Regions from separate parts of the Mus musculus genome. Here region 2 is linked to region 1. Evidence: chromatin contacts called from public HiChIP or PLAC-seq data. All regions are on one chromosome and are shown on one strand. Each heading gives the region's core, a stretch centred on a gene start, on an enhancer-like site or on the middle of the called end of the contact. The rest is flanking DNA. Distances are from core to core; before and after follow the strand shown. Region 1 overlaps Rundc3b (RUN domain containing 3B). Region 2 holds the start of Crot (carnitine O-octanoyltransferase).

The links. HiChIP or PLAC-seq counts read pairs in DNA pulled down with a chosen protein or histone mark.
Region 2: a contact with region 1 is called in an H3K4me3 HiChIP or PLAC-seq map of embryonic stem cells, with 6 times the contacts expected there. The contact joins the promoter of Crot here to the enhancer-like site in region 1. A contact is called at or near these places in 14 of 39 promoter capture datasets (the 3T3-L1 cell line, 3T3-L1-derived adipocytes, the C10 cell line and 7 more), 1 of 484 Hi-C or Micro-C datasets (B cells), 16 of 115 datasets of contacts at active chromatin or transcription factors (the 230-238 cell line, the NIH/3T3 cell line, the SCID.adh cell line and 9 more) and 4 of 9 other capture datasets (adipose tissue, embryonic stem cells, liver and 1 more).

Annotation. Positions count from the first base shown.
Region 1 is chr5:8,486,221-8,490,586 of GRCm38.p6, reverse strand. Rundc3b (RUN domain containing 3B) reads left to right here. Exons shown (of 11, transcript NM_001347311.1): 11 at 1-251. Among named protein-coding and RNA genes, the nearest start is that of Slc25a40, 66 kb to the right of the region's middle. Within about 2 kb of position 1,721, at least 35 of the 459 cell types and tissues checked have an H3K27ac peak or open chromatin away from gene starts, as enhancers often do. A contact at or near this core is called in embryonic forebrain, embryonic stem cells and neural stem cells, where this site is marked.
Region 2 is chr5:8,995,271-8,999,636 of GRCm38.p6, reverse strand. It overlaps Crot (carnitine O-octanoyltransferase), which reads left to right and starts at 2,491. Exons shown (of 18, transcript NM_023733.3): 1 at 2,491-2,533; 2 at 3,090-3,185.

The DNA of each region.
Region 1 (4,366 bases), core at 472-2,971:
CCATTATTGGAGCTCTTGATATAAAGTTCATCTGCTACTGTGGAACCCAAGTTTCTGCAGTTGGTTTCGAGCTACAGGCAGTTTGTAACGCTTGCATGAGTGAACAGTGTCTCAGTCTTTAATTTTCAGTGGTACTGTTTATTTTTCAGAACTCCACAAAGAATGCTGGCTATGTCTATCTTTCCATCTGTATTTTGTTGCCTCGATGTACTATATTTGTTGCATGTATATTAAAGATTTTTTTAACCATACAGTACTGGTCTTTTTCCTTGACAAATATAGTTACCTGGTTCAAGTGTTTACTGAACTTCCATTTCAGCACATAGAATAAATATTGAGGACTAATTAAATCCAACACACTAATGGATATGATTGGAGAAAACCCTTCTGTTGAGATTGAATATTATACATACTTTTAAAATATTCCTTATATAGCACATGACATTTTGAGAGTTACTGACTACATATAGGACAATGGTCCCAAGTAACTGAGAGAAGTTGAAAAATTCCTATCCCTTAGTGACATCACAACTCTCTAATATAAAACTGACAGAAATTCTGATATATTCTGAATTTCTTATAATTCAAGAACCAAAGAGTAGAGGGAAAGATAAAGTCCAGTCAACTCGTAGTTTACAGGCAAAACCCGGACACGGTTATAGTCATGGCCTGGAAATATGTTAACATGTTGCCATCATGTGGCCATATGATGTAATTAAAATTTGTAGTAAAGAATATAAGGCACTGAGTATAAAACAGATGTCTCCTATATTCCTTTATTCATTTTTTTGAACCTCTCCAGGAGCACCAGGACTGATGTATAACGGACTTGGGGATTCTTTCCAAAGAGTCCTTCTCATCACAGTATGTATCAGTCTACATATCTATATACATGATATGTAGCGAACAGTGTATTTCCTGGCTTCCCCCACTGTGTGTTGTAACATAGATACAGGCACGGCAGAGAGTAGCTGATTTTTTTTTTTTTTATTAAACTCAGCCTAAACTGTGTATAAGCCCTTTTCCTGTTAACAAGGCAGTGGCCCTCAGAGTCTGGTGACATGTTTCAGCAATCTGGCAAAGTGTTCTATCTGCAGTAAGAATTGCAAATCAAATTATGTTTTCACATTCAATTTGCAAGTGTTTTCTGCAGATTTTTTTGATTTATGTTCATTAAGGAGACTGGACTATAGTTTCCTTTTTTATTATGTCTTCATGCAGTTTTGGTATCAGGTTGATTATGGTTTCATAAAATGAGTTTAGTAGTGCTCTTTGTTCTTTCTGACAAGATAAAGGCAACCAGAGACAATAAAACATTTAAATATATTAGATCTACCCCAAATGAAAAAATTCTTATTGTGGAAGCTGTATTCTGTAGCCATGAACCCCACAGTACACCCTTTTGTTCTTATTGTGGAAGCTATATTGTGTAGCTGAGTATCCCACAGTACACCCTTTTGTTCTTATTGTGGAAGCTGTATTGTGTAGCTGTGTACCCCACAGTACACCCTTTTGTTCTTATTGTGGAAGCTGTATTGTGTAGCTGTATACCCCACAGTACACCCTTTTGTTCTTATTGTGGAAGCTGTATTGTGTAGCTGTGTATCCCACAGTACACCCTTTTGTTCTTATTGTGGAAGCTGTATTGTGCAGCTGTGTATCCCACAGTACACCCTTTTGTCTCAGCAGCTTTACTTGCAAATGCTTTCTGCAGTGCATCTATTGGTCTGGTTCCAGAACTCTGGCTTCTGTTATACTATCAATACTGGAGCCTCCCTGGGACTCCTCTGGGATATCCTGTCACTGCCCTGTGTCATGGAGATCCTGTAGTTTTGGATTGCAGGACTGGCCCTTTCGCACTCTTCGACAGTTCATAGATGGGGTAGATGTTGGGGAGGGTCAATGTTAAAGTCCTGGATTTGGGCCTGGCTTGTAGCTGAGCTGGTCAGTACACCAGCTCCCCCATACTGAAACCACCATGGGAGAGCTCTCTGGCAGAACACTGACTAGCCCACCCAATGCTGCAGCCAGCAAGAGGCAGAGCCAGCTCTTCTACTCTCATGCCCTCGTGCCGATTCATCCCAACCCAGCAGGGCCAGCTCTGCTGTCCAGTTGAGGTGTGGGCTGCTCTCCCAAGTACTACACCCAGCAAGGGGCTGTGCCAACTCTCTTGTTCTCATGCTTTGGGACTGGCTTACATGTGACCCCTTGCAACCAAGGACAGCTCTACTGTGCTGACCAGGAGGGCCTGCTGAGTACTGCTCGGAGACAGCTCTCCTGCTCTCATGACCTTGGGGGCCAGCTCTCCCATCTTCCATAGGTGGTGAGGTGGGGGAGGGCATCTCTCCCTTGCCACAGCACCACACATTAGACAAGTGGCCAGGCCAGCTCTCCCACACTTACACCCCAGGACCAGCTCACTCACAACCCCCCAGCAACCAGGGCCAGCTTTGCTCTGCTCCCTGGGTGAGATGTGGGGCCCCTTCTCCTGAGTACTGCAGTTGGAGACTATGGACATCCGCCTGGCCTTTGGTGGGAATAGACCCCTGCTGTTGCAGGTCCATGAACTTAGACATGGCCCTGGCTGGCAGCATGGGCCAGGACCCCACCATAACCCCAGGTGGCATCACCAGCCACCCTCATCAGGCTGTTCTTCACACTCTCAGCAGTTCTACCTCCCTTCACTGTACAAACATCCCTCTCCCTCTCTGTCTCTCCACCACTACTTGCTCATCATCATAATGATGCCTGGGGCCTCTGTGTTTCTGGTGTCATCTCAGGAGTGTTATGTCCCACCCATTCACTGGACATGGATTGCCTAAGGCATGGACTACCCAGCCAGGCCTGCATGACACTGGCTGGGGGGTCTTCTCTGGTGTGGTCTGTCTGACTGGGTAGCATGGTACCTGACTGGCTCAACTTGCTTTTTATAGGTGTTCTGCATCTTGGTGTCCAGAGACAGGGTCCAGATTTTATTCCTGAGTCTTAGGCCTAGTGTTTTCTTTCACTGCGTTATTCAGTGCTTAAAGTTTCACAAAAGACAACTAACTAATGTCATTAAGTATTTTCTAAGTTCTGATGTCTTTGTAGTGTATTTGTACAAGACAAAGCTGAATTTGCCTGCTTTTTTTTTAATCCAGATGTTTTTATTACTGCATCAGCTCTATTAATTCTTATCTGTTTATCTCATTTGGATTAATTTTTGTAGGTCATATACATCTAAACATTCATCCATTTATTTTAGATCTTTCCAATTTAACAGAATATATTTTTAAGATCACTCCTAGTAATTCTTTTGAATTTCATTTGTATCTATCATAATGGCTCTCTTTTTCTCTAGTTTTATTATTCTGGGTCTGAAAATACTTTGGCAAATTTAGTCTTACTTAATTGATCAAATGACCTTGTAATTTTTATAATTTTTCATTTCTATTTCATCTATTTCTGCCCTGTTTTAATTATTTCTTTCAAACTGATTTTGAGTTTGGTCTTTCTGGTTTTTCCAGGTCCCTCAGGTTTGTCATTAAGATTTTGTTGTTGTGTTTTTATTTTCTTTTATTTCTGTAAATTGCTGATCTCTTTTTTTGATCTCTGCATTGACTGACCAATCTATCATTCAGTGGTGTTGTTCAGTCTCCCTGAGTTTGTGACTATTCTGTAGTTCCTCTTGCTATTAATCTGCAGTTCTAGTCAATTGTGGTCAGATAAAATACAGGAGCTTTTCCAGTTTCCCTCTATTTGTTAAGAGTGTGTACTCTGTCCTAATATATTATCTATTTTAGATAAAGTTGCGTGGGCTACTGAAAAAAATATGAACTCTTGAGTGTTCAAGTAGAATATTAAATAGATGTCTCTTAAATCTATGATATATGATCTCATTTAATTTATATGTTCTGTTTACCTTTTGCCTGCATGATCTATCAATTAATTAGAATGGGCTATCACAATCTCCCACCATTATGCTGCTGACTATACCATTGCTGGTGTCTTGTTTTATGACATCAGAGGCACCCACACTTGCTATGTAGATGTTTAGAATTGTAATGTCTTCTTGGTGGATTGTTCACTTAGTCATTACAAAGTGGCCTTCTTTATCTCTTCCAACTAGTTTTGGTTTCAAGTCTATTTTATCAGATATGAAAACTCCTTTATTCCTAGATCTATTTGCCTGGAATCCATTCTCTACTCTGTCCTCTAAAGTATTATCTGCTTTATCTGTCTTTTATGATCAAGTAAGGTTCATGAACACACACAAGGATGAGGCCTGTATTTTAATACACTAGTTTAGACTGTGTCTTTTCAGTGGGTGAATTGAGACCATTAATTTGTTTGTTTGTTTTAAGATAAGGTTTTTCTGTGTATCCCT
Region 2 (4,366 bases), core at 1,242-3,741, 510 kb before region 1:
CTGTCTGTCACCCTCTAACGCTTTGTCCATCTGCCCCAGAGACCCGTTCCATGCAGACAAAGGGACTTAGAGGGTCTGCGGCAGTCTGTAAAAGTCTTCCTTTTAATTTGGTAGTGTATGGAGAAAGAGCTACACTGAATGGACTCTAGCCAGCCCGAGCATGTCACACATGGCTCTGGTAGGCATTGCCTTTCTCCCTGATTCCCACTGTCTTGCTGGAAACTATTAGATTTTATTCCTATAACTAGCCAACAAGGTCTATTCCCTTATTTGGTCATTTCCCTCTCCTGAGGCGGACTACCAAAGTCTAGTTATCAAAGTATTGCGGTTCAGCTATCAACCCTCCGCTCCTTTGACTGACCTAATCTGTCTAATGAAAGTCAACACCTCATCCTAGCTCAGGGCTTGCCCTTGACTTGACACTGTCATTTGCCTATGTGCCACATCTGCCTCCTCTCTAGCCAGAGGTAGCCCCTTGCCCTGGGGTCCTGGGTCCATATGGATCCCTTCATACACATAAATGAATGATTTTTTAAAGATTTATTTATTTTATGTATATGAGTACACTGTACAGATGGTTGTGAGCCTTCATGTGGCTGTTGCGAATTGAATTTTTAGACCTCTGCTCACTCCGGTTGGATACTCCAGAAGAGGGAGTCAGATCTCATTATGGGTGGTTGTGAGCCAGCATGTAGTTGTTGGGATTTGAACTCAGGTCCTCTGGAAGAGCAGTTGGTGCTCTTACCTGCTGAGCCATCTCTCCAGCCCGAATGATTTTTTATATAACTTTAATAGTCAATTTTAAGACTTGGGACAAGTTGTTGCTATAAGACATACTCCAAAAGCTTGCAATATCTTCCTCAGCCATCAAGATCTGTCTATCCTGAGCTAAGAAATACAAGCTTGTTCAAATTTAATCTGAGTGCTACCGATTTTAAATTTGACATTAAAATATCTATTATACATTTGGTAGAAAACATTTTCAGGACTCTGCTTAATTACAGTTTTACAGAGATGGTCATTTTTCTCACATTCTCCAGGTTCTACTGATTTTTTTCAGTCCCGAGGTTGTTTTCTTTTTATGAGAAGCCAAGATCTTCATGGAGACACCGTTTCTGCTTAACAAAACCAGGAAGAAGAGAAACTTGCAGCAGGGCTTGAATGTAGCTCAGTGTTAAAGACCCTGCATAAAGGCCTGGTTTGGTGAGATTACCAAACTCACAAAAACAGTGAAGGTGAGTGACCCTAAATTCTTTGCCACCAGCAAACATTCAATATGCGTAAACTTCTAAAGAGGTGCCAAAATTTTTTTTACTAAAAAAAAAAAAAAAAAAAAAAAAAAAAGACAATGAAGGTTTCTGAGAAATCCAGTCAGTCTAAGAATTCTATTTTCGAAGCATAATATAATATCCGGAACGGAACACTTACATACTATGAGGGGGAAAAGTTCTTTAACACAGTCACTTTGACAAGCTTAGAGAGATTATCCAGCTTGATTATGTAATACCTCCAGCAACGCTGTGCAGTCATGAAACATATTAGTAATTCTGCGGGAAACTCAAAAGGATTTCGGAAAGACAGCAGCTTTTAATATACTAATTTGAAATGAAGTCATTAAACTGTTGAATAACTTAACTATGCAGGAGCAGGTAAAATATTTTTCCTTCCACGAAAACAAAACAGAAGTACAAATAAAAAGTGTATATAAGTTTAAAATTGTATCAATTTATTTCAGGAGGTAAATGAAAAAAAGGGCATTGACCTGTGAAACTAAAAATACCTCATAGTCTTCCTCTAGGACGTGCTAGCTTTTTAAAAACGCAACTTCTTGGATGATAAAAATATTCAGGCAAGGCCAAAGCTTGAAGCTTGACCATCGCTAGAGACTGCAAGGGCTTGCCCTAGATGGCTGGGAGTTGGCCAAATCTTAAGTCTCAAAGAGGCGACGAGGCCAAACCGGATCCATTCGCCTGCTATTCTCTTGCCAGCACACAGGGTAGACAAAATAAAATGTCTCAGTATAAATTCTTAAATTTATATCTAAAGTAGTATAAATGCTTGCCTGGGCCATGCAAAGGAGGCTGGCACAAAGAAGGGGGAGCGACTGGGAAGAAAGAACACAGCGCCAAGCCCCTAAGAGTTCGGCGAAAAGCAGGCTGAGCCGTGGGCCTCCTTACGCAGCCACAGGGCTGTGCCCGAGAGTGGGTAGATCTCTGGACGGAGGCCAATCTCCCGCAGCATCCGGAAGGAAGCTGCTGTAGCGGGGACTGCAGGGCGCTTATCTGACTTTCTGCTGCGTTCCCGGGGTCTGCAGCCTAGGACGCCACCAGAGCCCGAGAACCCGGCGGGGGCGGGACCAGCAAGCCTCGACAGCCCACCCCTTCCAGCGCGGGGTGGGACCCTCGCGGCTTCCCGTCCAATCCCGTTCCCCGACGCGCACAGGGCGGGACCCTCGCGGTTTTCCGTTCTGGTCCGGCCTCAGGACAGCCCAGAGCCTGCAGGCCGACGCAGAGGGACAAGAGGGGCGCGGGAGGTGAGGATTCTGGGGCCGGCTGCTCGCTCTCCTTCCCCTCCCACATGGCGAGGGGGTCGAAGGGTATTGCAGTAGCAGGAAGCCGAGCTGAGTGCAGTCGGGCTGTGCGCCCAGGCGCCCCGTCTGGCGCGGGCGTGGTGCCCCCCCCCCCCCCCGAGCATCTTGCCCTTCTGGTTTGGGGTGTCCTCTCTCAGTTGCACCGGCCTCGCTAGAGTGCTAGAGTGCTAGAGTGCTTGATCGATTGGTTGGTTTTGCGTGTGCATGTTTCTTGGTTTTTCTCCCCTTGTCCTTATCCTCGGTGAGAAGCTGCCCTTGTTTTGGTGGGAGGAGTTTCTGAACTTTATTGCTTTCTGCTTCTGCTGCAACCTCCCCGCGGGCACCGGAAGGTTCCCTGTGCCCCTTGGGTCCATCTGATAGGCTGCTTGGAACATAGCTAGCTCTGTAGTGATATAAATCTCATGTCTAGCAGATGTCCGTTCTCTGTATTTCCAGCTTCTGTCACTATCCTCTTCTCCTTTCCTGATCTTTACTTGAGTGTATTTCTTCCTTTCCACAGTCACCAGGCTTGGCCAGTTCGGGTTCCCTGTGGTTTCCTTTCCGAATTGTTCAAGCAGGCTCCTGGAGGTCCTGAGCACTTCTTCGTGGTTTACTGGTATGTGACCCTATTTGTTTACTTCCTGGTTCTATTTTCCCACCTCTCTCGCGTTCACATCACCTTGCTTTCAGAAAGTCCACTGTCATCGTTTTCTTAATTTTATTGGAATCGTTTAACTAGTTTTATATGGTTGAAAACTTAAGACAACTCTTAAAGAATCTGTAGTCGGCTTAACCTTGCAGGGGCTAAGCACTGCAGCAGGCATAAAATTAGTACTCTGGTCTTCTTTGTGGGATCTGTTAAATGACAAGGAAGTGTAATGAGATCAGCTTGCCCGGCATGCTTGCATTAGTTTCCTATTGCTGTTACAGCAGACAGTGACATGTTTAGCGGTTAAAGGAACACAGACTTTGAGTTTCTGAAGATCTGAAGTCCGAGCAAGCTTAGCTGCTTACCCTGCATGGACGCACAAAAGGAGAGACCAGGGTTTCTGTTATGAGTTACTTTCTGAAGTTTTAGGGGGAGACTCCCTTTTCAGGTTCATTCGAGTTGGCAGAGTCTAACCCCTGTTCACTTGCATTAGGATTAATCCCATTTCCTGCAAGTCCTGTTTGTCTCTGAGTTCGTTAAGGACATGGATGTAGACACAGATCATTAAAGACATAGATGTAGACACAGAGGTGTGGCAGTATCTCTGCTCAAGCACTCAAATGATTAGGTTAGGTCCTCTCTATTTTAAGCCTTTTTTTTTTTTTTTTTTTTTTTGTAGGTGAAACCCAGTTGCAACCATAGGAGTAATGATGTTCTATCATAATGACAAGTTCTGGGGACTAAAAAGAGTAGGTAGGAGTTAGGTCATCATAACAATTCTGCCCATTATAGTCCATAATATAGTTGTTTCAGGATGAGTTGTTTTTATGGCATTAAAAAGTCTGATGACTAATTATATGGTTATACATGCCAAGATAAAGAGATTCAATTAAAGTTACTTGCCTAGAGCTGGGTGGGTGTTGGTGGCATATATTCCCAGCACTAGGGAGTCAGAGGCAGGCTGACCCATGTGAATTCAGGCAAGCCTGTCTGACAAAAGTTAGTTCCAAGCCTGCCTGGGGTATATAGTAATATTCTAACCCCCCCCCCCAAAAAAAAGACAAATTTTGAGGCTCAGTGAGATGGCTCATTGGATATTGACACCTGCAGGCAAACCTGATGACCCAAGTGTGATCCCCAGGACCCAC